Regions from separate parts of the Mus musculus genome. Here region 2 is linked to region 1. Evidence: chromatin contacts called from public HiChIP or PLAC-seq data. All regions are on one chromosome and are shown on one strand. Each heading gives the region's core, a stretch centred on a gene start, on an enhancer-like site or on the middle of the called end of the contact. The rest is flanking DNA. Distances are from core to core; before and after follow the strand shown. Region 1 overlaps Gm30075 (predicted gene, 30075). Region 2 has its middle 31 kb from the start of Gm30075.

What was found. HiChIP or PLAC-seq counts read pairs in DNA pulled down with a chosen protein or histone mark.
Region 2: an H3K4me3 HiChIP or PLAC-seq map of the SCID.adh cell line shows a contact between it and region 1, with 11 read pairs. The contact joins two enhancer-like sites. A contact is called at or near these places in 2 of 484 Hi-C or Micro-C datasets (muscle stem cells and nephron progenitors) and 2 of 115 datasets of contacts at active chromatin or transcription factors (the SCID.adh cell line and T-cell acute lymphoblastic leukemia).

The regions. Positions count from the first base shown.
Region 1 is chr7:73,197,936-73,202,906 of GRCm38.p6, forward strand. It overlaps Gm30075 (predicted gene, 30075), which reads right to left. Exons shown (of 5, transcript NR_166609.1): 5 at 4,563-4,971. Among named protein-coding and RNA genes, the nearest start is that of Gm20083, 16 kb to the left of the region's middle. Within about 2 kb of position 2,211, at least 21 of the 459 cell types and tissues checked have an H3K27ac peak or open chromatin away from gene starts, as enhancers often do. A contact at or near this core is called in the SCID.adh cell line and muscle stem cells, where this site is marked.
Region 2 is chr7:73,267,463-73,272,433 of GRCm38.p6, forward strand. No RefSeq gene overlaps it. Among named protein-coding and RNA genes, the nearest start is that of Gm30075, 31 kb to the left of the region's middle. Within about 2 kb of position 2,484, at least 5 of the 459 cell types and tissues checked have an H3K27ac peak or open chromatin away from gene starts, as enhancers often do. A contact at or near this core is called in the SCID.adh cell line and muscle stem cells, where this site is marked.

The DNA.
Region 1 (4,971 bases), core at 961-3,460:
GTAGCACCTCTGTGAGCAGACACATCACTCTACTTCCACTGCAAAGGAAGGCCTTATCCATTCATTTCAACTGGAGTCTTCCATTCGATCATGGGTATGGAAGGGAAATGTTCGTCTTTCCCCATCCAATCAAATAACCCCAGGGAGATATGAACTTATTCCCACTGCAGTGTGCTGCTAAGTTATGAAGTCTTCCCTGGTGGAAGACTAGTGACTCATGTACCTACCTGGAAGTTCACCAGTGGCCCCACAGTGTGGAGGTGGGGTTTGACATAACAGGCCAGGTATGCTGAAATCTATCTAAGAGATTTGGCGCTGGAAGGAAACACTGGCAACACAGACTAAAACTGCAATAAAATAAACACTGCCTAGCCCTCTTCCCTGGCCTGCAGGAAATCGGGTTGCTCTTGATGAAAGTGGGGCAGACAGCCAAGTCGATCCTAGCACCCTGTGTAATGCCTCTCTGTATGTTTTCGTGCAGCTTTGCCCTGACCACAACACAAGGTTTGCTACCGGCAGACAATCCTTTTCTGTAAGTGACAGGGGACAGGGAGGTAGGCAAGGTGCCCGTGAGTGGAAGTAACCAAGATTCGAGGCCGTAGCAAAGAATTAAACCCCTCAGAGTCATGTGGGAGGCACGGAGGTCAAACTTTACTAAGTTTCCAGAGAATAAAGTAGAGGTTAATGTAATCCTAAACAGACTCTTCCCCCCTTCACTTTTATTCCAATGATGGCCAAATGGGGCTTGGGAAATGACTCTGTTTGCCTTGCAAGCACAGGAACCTGACTTCAACTCTCAGAAACCAGAAAAAGCCAGAAAGAGGTACCCAAGCATGCTGACCCAGCCCTGGGGAGGTGAAGGCTGGCAGAGCTCACCCACCTCTCTTCAGAGGAGATGCAACCCCGACTATTCCCACATGCCATTGTTGGGATGGGACATTAGAACACTATAGACGCCCCTTGTTCTCCCCCATGTGTTCTCTCCTTTAAGCTTCATGGTAAGAAGTCTCTGGTTATCCTGATCAAAAGCATCTGTGCCTACACTCCAATGATCACCCACGACACAGAAAAAGAAACCAAGGAGTAGTGGAAGTTAGACGGCATGCTGCCACCACACAGCTGGTCAACAGTAGAGCGAGGATTTGAGCCCAGGTCATCTGAAGCTCATAAGCACACTAGCTGCTATTTGTTTAAGTGTTGTTCTGGCTCTGAAGAGCCTGCAATGCCCTTGAGTATCTATACTGATATAATAGATACTAAATAGTGGACATCTTAAGCAAACAAGGCTTCTCGGTGGATTTGCCAGAGATCTTCAGGGCAGCACTGCCCAGAGGTAACTGGAGGTCATCTATGGACCTTATCCAGCTATGAATATGGTGTCATCTCTATTCTCTTTACACCAAGCATCTGAACAAGGTACACCCAACACACGAGTGTGGAGAACCAATCACAGCTACAGAGGAGATTATGTTTTGAAGTCTGTGGTCATTAGTATTAATTATTCCTGGACAAGCTCTAGAATCTCTAGGAGAAATGCCCCCAGGGCATGCCTATGGGCAGTTATCTTGATTAAGTTAACTGAGGCAGGAAGGCCAGCCCGCTGTGGGTGGCACTATTCCCTAGGCTGGGAACTCAGACTACATGAAAAGAAGAAAATGAGTCGATCACAGTCATTTATCATTCACTGTTTCTTGGCTGTGGATGTCACATGACCCCAGCATTCTGCAAAGTATAAGTCATCTCTTTGATGGACTGTAAACTGGAACAATAAGCTAAAATAAAACCTTCCTTCCTGAAGTTGCCTTTGTCACCATAATAAGAAAAGAAAAGAAAAGAAAAGAAAAGAAAAGAAAAGAAAAGAAAGGGAAAGAAGAGAAGAGAAAAGAAAAGAAAAGTCAAAATCCCAGTATGGGTTGGCAATCTTTACCTTGGAAGTCATATTTGATTCCATTCAAAGCATTGCCCATTGGTTCATGTGTTGCTAGGAGAATGGCGGGGCCTCTGACCATCAAAATGGCATAGAGCTTCCCAGCAGCAGCATTTCAGCTGGTGGTTCTCCTAAACTTAGACTTCTTTATCGCTTATACGATCTCATGGGTGGCAATGACTTCCAAAGGATGATTCAGACCTGGCATTGAGGAGCACAGCAAGCACATATCACAGCTGCCGTTTCTCCCAGCCACTGCCACCCACGAGGGCTTTCACAATGAGCCTGTTGCACCAGGAGCCAGGTGCAGCCAGCATTGTTTATCAGCAGGTGTTAGACAAGCCCATGGGAACCTCACTTTCCTGCCAGGCAGCAAAGGCCCTGGTTCCTGCTCTTCTTGGCTTTATAACCGAATGTCACGGCAGGGCTTTCCAAAGCCACAAAACCCACAGAAATAAACCAGGGTGGCAAATTTTGCCTCCCTTAGCAGTAGTACTCCTTGTTCAGTAGGTACTGTAATTGCTTTCACAAAGTAATGTTTGCTGTGAGCCAAGTCCCTAGACCACCACCAAAGAAGACACTCGAAAAGATCTCTGGCCTCAGTGTGAACTGCTGTAGATCCATCCATCTTCTCTGCCTGTATTCTTCATGAAACTGGGCACGACGTGTTCGTCTTTTCATTCTCAGGTATCTCTTACATGTTTGCCATGTCCGTACATACTTTTTGACACTCACCACTGTGCAGGGTATACCTTTATTGCCTTCGAAGTCCATGCCCATCCCTGAAGAGTTAGCAGTTCTTTCTTCATTGTTTTTAGTTTCCATTTTTAAACTCTAACTTTTTTTTATTGTTTCCTTTGATGGTGCTTTTTAAAAAATAATAATAATTCTTTTTCTGTTCACCAAAGTACTTCGTTTTCAATGTAGAAAATTTGAGAAATAGCAGGCACAGTGGTGCAGAGAGCTGAGACTACAGAGGCAGGCAGCTGTCTGTGAACTGGAGGGCAAACTGCTCTACACAGCAAGTTCCAGGACAGCAAGGTCTACACAGTGAGACCTTCTGTCAAAATTAATTAATTAATTAATTAATTAATTAATTTTGGGGAAAATATATACATAAATCCTATAACTTTGCCCTATGTAGCACTATTGGTGTTTTCCTATGCTTATTTGTAATGCTTTGTAATTTTATATATTTTAATCCAAATTATGACATATATTTGTACCCAAGTATAATATATACTTTCCTTATTTAACATTGTCTCTTAAGAATCTTAGTATCATTAAATAGTTTTTAAAAATGTTTTATTTGTTGGCTCCATAATATTTCATCTAAAAACCATGTGATGATTAACAACCTCCCAATTATTAGATCCACTTTGTTGTAAATGACTGGAATAAAAAACAGTGATGAGTAAATTTTTGCCTCCACACCAGTGTGTCTGATGCCGAACATGGAATAGGACAATGATGTGAACTTATTTGAGCTTTTTACCAAGTACTGCTCTCCAGAAGTTCAAAATCATTTTCAGTCCCTGGCAAGGTCTCCAGGAGGGGGGGGGGGGTTCCCTTTCTATCGTCGCTGCCCAAATCAAAAGCCTTTTCAGACCTTTGCTAATATACCAGGGCAGGAGGAGGGGTGACATTTTATTTTTAATTTGCATTTGCTTAATTACAAACATAGCAGAATATTTTTGCATTTCAATTACGACTCCATCTGGAGTTTATTTTGGTGTTTGAAGTGAGAAGAGGCTTTCATTTGAGTTCCCCTCCCCAAGAGCCGATGCCGTTTGGAAAGATGCATTGTGTGATGACCACTTGGTTGTCCACCGAGTTCTGGAAGGCAGACTATGGTCCAGCAGACCAGTCAGCCCCGCCACAAGTCCAGGAGGTTACTGTTTCGGTTTTGACAACTGGCCTTGAACTCACTATGTAGCTTGAAAATAGCCTCCCAAGTGCTGGGATTACAGGCATGTGCCACTATACCTGGTTTTATGTGATGCTTAGGAATCCAGCCCAGGGCTTCAAGCTTGCTCGGCAAGCACTCTACCAACTAAGCTACAGCCCCATCCCGACTATTTTATTAGTGTGCTCTTATACATTTCATAGCCAATAATTATTACTCCCATTGACTGTAGAATCGTTTTTATTTAGTGCTCTCTCCCTCTCTCTCTCTCTCTCTCTCTCTCTCACACACACACACACACACACACACACACACACACACACACACACACACATACACAATTACCCTGGGAATTTCAGACTAAGACTTATGAAGCTCATTAGCAGGCTTACATCATTGCATCCTGCAAGTGACATGTAGGATGTGTCCCATCATCTGAATCTCCCTTTGTATCTGTCAATAAAGTTTGGACATTTTTGTGTCAATGCTTCGAGGTATTGTGTGAGTTTTCTTGCTCATGTCATGGCATCCAACTCTTGCTTGGTCGCTTAGACGTGAGTGCTACTATTAGTGTGCTTGTCAGAATTACCTGTTAAATTCATACGTGAGCGAATTAAGTTTTACCGATTGGATTTCAGCACAGATCGGTTTAGCAATTCCTTGTGGGATTTAATAGTGTAAGTGATAGGAGATAAATCTCACACATTCAAAAAAAAAACTGTTCTCAAATTCAAATAAATCCCAGTTTTTAATTTAGTCTCAAGATCTGAAAGTTTGCATGCATATCTACATAGCATGCTTATTTATAACTTTCCAATTTGTGTTACAGTGAAAGCCTAAGATCAGGGCTGAGCCAGCTTTATGAACTTGGATATTTTTTTATTATTTTCTTCAGCAGAGAAACAAGCTTCTCTTTAAAATTTTAAAATAACTCACTAGAAATTGATCTGGCCCTGGTATACAATTTAGAATTAATCCTTTAACTATTTTTACTTTTCTTTCTTGTACATTAGTTTGCTAGAGGGATTATTACTTCAGAATAATTTCAAAGTTTCCAAAAAATACCCATTCCAGAGACATACTCCTTCCATCCATAGCATCTGCTCTTTTACAGATTAAACTGTACATCCAATCTACG
Region 2 (4,971 bases), core at 1,234-3,733, 70 kb after region 1:
GCACAAGATGTGAGACGGGAATGCAGGAGGGCCCAGCCGAGCAATGGTCAAAGTGTTATTCAAATACTTGTTCGTGTGTATGGAGAGTGTGGATGTCAGTGTGGGTGCATGAGTGTGGAAGCCAGAGGCTGAGGCTGAGGCTGAGGCTGAGGCTGAGGCTGAGGCTGAGGCTGAGGCTGAGGCTGAGGCTGAGGCTGAGGCTGACACAGAGTTTATCATTGAACCTGGAGCTCATAACTGGCTCGCGATTGGCTGGCCAAAAAGCTTTCAAAGTCCCGGCTTCACCTCCCCAGTGCTGGGTTATGAGCACGCACTGCCGTGTCTAGCTTTGTGAGTGGACCCTGAGGCTGTGGATGCGGTTCCTCAAGCTTCCGACACCAAGCACTTTACAGCAGAGCCATCTCTCCAGCCCCACAGGCTGCTTGTAAACTATGCAGCGAGCCCAGCAGGAAAACAGAAACACAGCAAACCGGGGACTTGAACAGGATAGGATTCCACAAGGCGATTCAGATGGTCAAAGGCAGCCAAGGGTTAGTCAAGGGTCTTCTCACAAAAGTGCCTTCTGCAGCTAAGTCCCCTCTGTGATTGTCATTCTGAGGTGGGAATCTTGGCACACATATAACGAGATGCCTTGGAGATGGAACCCAAGTCTACTTGAGAAGTCCATGTATATTTCATGTATGCCTTATGCGTAGTCTGAAGGTGATGTTATAGAATATATTCCTTTAATTTTACATATGAAATAAAGTTTTGAGGTATGGAGTTTTTTTTCCTTGTGGCCCTTTAAAAAAATCTCAGATTTAGGGAATCAGTAATGTTCTTGCTTTATGAGCTGTAGTAGAAACGCAGGACGGGACACAGTGTTTCTTTGTGGCTTATTGTTGCTTTGGTTTTATTTCATTTTGGTTCCTCATTCCCTGTGTCTTCTCCTATTCCTCTTTCCAGACTTTGTCCCCAAGACATCTGCCAGACCAAATGGCAGAGGCTGCAAAGCCCTGAAACCCATCACCCATCCTGCTTGGACACCTCTTGACCCTTAGCATCTTTTCCTTCTTCCCTGTTCTCCAACAAAGCAAGTCTACGACAAAGCAGCACTTTCCCAAGGGCACAAAATCTCCAAAGTGTGGCATCCCAGCCATGCACAGACCCTCTTTCTGCTGGGGCCAAGGAGGTCAAGGACGTGGAGTTCCCCCCATTAAGAACTGCACTGGGAATGGATGACTGCTCAGAGAAGGGGATGTTCCCAACAGAACAGCATTCCCGGCAACCGGGGTATCTTCCATTCTTTCCAAGAATCAATAAGTCTGGGCAAAATTCTGACAAATCTATCCATCTGCTTGAGGGGAGACAGAAGCAGAAGACCTCTCCAGAAAAACCTCAGTGAGAACTGCAGACTGCTGAAGAGCGGCCTTGCTTACTCCTGAGAACAAATGTATGTCAATCCAAGGGTGTTGCTCCTCTGTCTGGTCCCTTGAAGAAGCCTAAACTTCTAGCAAAGAGACTCCTCAAAGGCCTGAATGCTCTAAACGTCTCAAATGGTTCTGTCGAGCTCATGCCAGCCCTTCAGACTGGCAGCCATTGAGCTCCTATTCCAAATGCCTGAGTCTGGGAACACTGGCATACAGGTGAGAGTAGAGAGTACGATGATAAAGCCAGCAGACTAAGCAAATAACCAGAAGATGCAGAGACCTATCGTGTGGGTGTGGTCATGGAGGGGAAAGTACTCTGTTGAATAATAACCATGGACTGGAGGCTCATTTGATAAGATGCTTGCCTTGCAAGCATGAGGTCCAGAGTTCCATGCTCTAGAACCCACGTAAGATAGGCAGATTCCCTGGGGTTCACTGGTTAGCCCTCCTGCCTTACTTAGCAAGTTAGCTCTAGGCCAGTGAGGTGGATGGCTTCTGATCTCAGACCCCTCTGCACATGTGAATACATGCACATAAACAGACGCACAAGCATGTATGCACACAACATTAAGAACAGAAATTACACTAAACCAAAGCTGTCAATGCCGAGTTCCAAAACTCAACCTCCAGCCACTGTCTTCCTCCATTGGAAAAAAAAAAAAACAACAGTGCAGTATAGATGCCTACAAGCCAGGGAAAGCAGGGCTCTTGCTCTAAGCTAAACTGGTTTGGGGACAACAGTAATAAGAGTCCTCCCTGATTTTTCTGCTGCTGCACTACGTAATTTATGAGCTCGTCATATACAATTTTCATTTACTCAAGAGCTATCTTGCCCAACCTTTCAACTGCAGCTAACTTTGTACAAGATGAAAATAGCCCAATCCATCATGATGATAGAAATTTTTCTGTCTTCCGGGCCCATCCTGCCAACAAAATGCCAGGAACCTCACTGCCTTGGATGGCTTATTCCTGTGCTTTAGATCCAAATTTCATTAGGACTGTGTAATAGCATGTCCTGCCCACAGGCTAATGCTTGCCACATTTGCAAAGCTGACCACATCTGCAAGCACCAAGCCACCTGCTCATGGGAGCAGGCCTCCTCAGCAAGTAGAACATGGAAGGCCCTGCATGATTTTACATACCCTCCACCTAGTGGAGCCTAGAGCAAAAATTCTAAAACGAAAGTAAAATGGAGTATTGTCAGGCTGAAATGGGGATATTTCAGGGACAACAGTTTAGATGAAGTCACATTCCCGGACAGATTTCCTGGACTCCTGTACCTAGGTATTCATAGGTTGTTGATCACAGTTGCCATTCTTCTGAGAGTGGCCTTACGTGACTCCTTGGCCTCCCTGAGCCTCTACTTGTCTGTAAAAGGAGCCCAAATGTGTGAGCTTACAGGCCAGCCGTGAGCATAGGATGAGACAAAACACAAGAACTGCTTTGCCCAGGGAAACACAGTCTCTCTCTCTCTCTCTCTCTCTCTCTCTCTCTCTCTCTCTCTCACACACACACACACACAAAATACAGTTATGTATTGTGCACTTTTGCACTCTGTAAAAACTCACTCATCTTTATGCATTCCTATATGACTATGGCTTTCCCTAACGAGTCAATCATTAAAGCCTAGGCTATCATTTATACCTGCTCAGTGCTGTATAATATTCCATTGGGTAGCAGGACCATAGGTTAGCCTACTGCTGATGAGCATTTGTGATGGTTCCAGGTCCTTCCTCTGACAGAAAGTGCTGCAGTCATCATTCTCACACAGGCACACATCATTACGCGATTACCAAGGTGTGCGACAAGAAGGACTCTGTGGGCCATGGGTTACACATCCTTCTGACTTTATTTACTCTGTTTTGACTTGATTATAGTGTCAAGTCGTTTTTCTGAACATCTTGTTCCAGTTACACCCTGGCTTCCTAACTCATGCCAAAAACACTGCAAACACCTTTGAGGATTGCCATTCCTGTTAAGCAGGGACCGCTGGGGGTTTGGAACACTAACTTAATGGGTCCCCACACCAGCCACCTGGAAATTCCAAGTCACAGACCTTCACCAGGGGATGGAGAGGTTCGTCATGTTCATGATTTCTGACAAAGATCTCCTTAAAAATAAGCGGTTTTGTGGGCCCCAGGCTTTGGGGATAAAACTTCCGCAGAATTATCATGTCCTGTCCTACCCAGGAGTGGAACAGTCTGTAACAGCTGCTGTTTTCCTCAGAGGGACAGTGGCTGACAGCCTCAGATTTCACTTCCAAACCATCTTTACACATACACTCAGGCTCTGCCTGCTGGACATACAATGTCTGATGTCTCCACATGAGGCAGAGGTTTTTTTTTTTCCCCCAGCTTGTTTGACCTGTGCTGCTTAGCAGAAAGACCCCTGCATTGTAAATGCTCAATTCAATTTCACATAATAGAACTAAAGTGTGAGCCCAATGGCTAACAGTAAGTATTCTGTTGACAAAAATCCGGCTCTTCCTCCTTGACAAGACTACATTTCTCAGCATCCTTTGCAAGGTGCTATGGCCATGTGACTGAAGTCCAGCCAATTAAATATGACCAGAAGGGCAATTTGCCACTTCCAAACCTTTCCCATGCATCAACACCTCCCAAAGATCCTGCACTCTCCTTTCCTGGAGGCTAGCTGAACGCAGTCTCATCCCTTCCAGTGTTACCTGGGTTCACAAGAAACTAGCAGTGACACTTTTTGCCCTTGAAATGTTGGCATCTGTCGTAGCTATTGCTGTTGTGGCGGAGAGAAAACCTCAATATGGAACCCGGATTGACCTGGTGGCATCTATTAAAGACCAGATTTTATCTTTGAAGCACACAGGGCAGCTTAATTGCTTCCTTGCGTGCCGCATGTGCAGAGATGAGCACATTTAGGGATTTGCTGCTGATGTGCTTAGGCTAGCCAGCAGGGTTTTGAATGGTTTTGCTAGGGTGTAATGTGATTTTTCTATATAGCGCATGCATACCCACTGACTGAGGACCAGATCATAAGGAACAGAGACACTGACTGGAGCTTCACTATGCAATAGTAGGGTATATTAATTTATTTGCAGCAACACATTCCCCAGGTTTTAGTGGATTAAGGCAGTGATGGTTCTCCTCCATTATTGTAGTGGGTTAAGAGTTTGGACGCAGTTTGACTGTCAGGCTGCAATAAAGGTGTAGTCTGAGGGTGGGTATTAACTCTAGGTCCCTTCACAGGACTCCGTTCCTCAGGGACCACTACGCCAAGAACTAGCTCCTCTCCACCTATGGGGGCTTCCTTACAACCTGGCACTAGGTTCATGGTCTAAGCTAGACAATATTTTATGCCCGCAAGCAGCCTAAAAATGAAGATTACCAGTTCGCTTGTAAGTTTTCTGAGCCTAATCTCTAAATTTTGTTTTTCTGGTCAAAATATCTTAGTTGCATTTAAACCATCTCCACTATTTCAGAATCCAATGATAAGTGTGGGAAAACGTGAGAGCTTACATCCTCATTGCAACTTCCACTGAAAGCAAGGGAGCTGCCCCCCCGTTCCAGGGCCATACCTCGGAGAAACA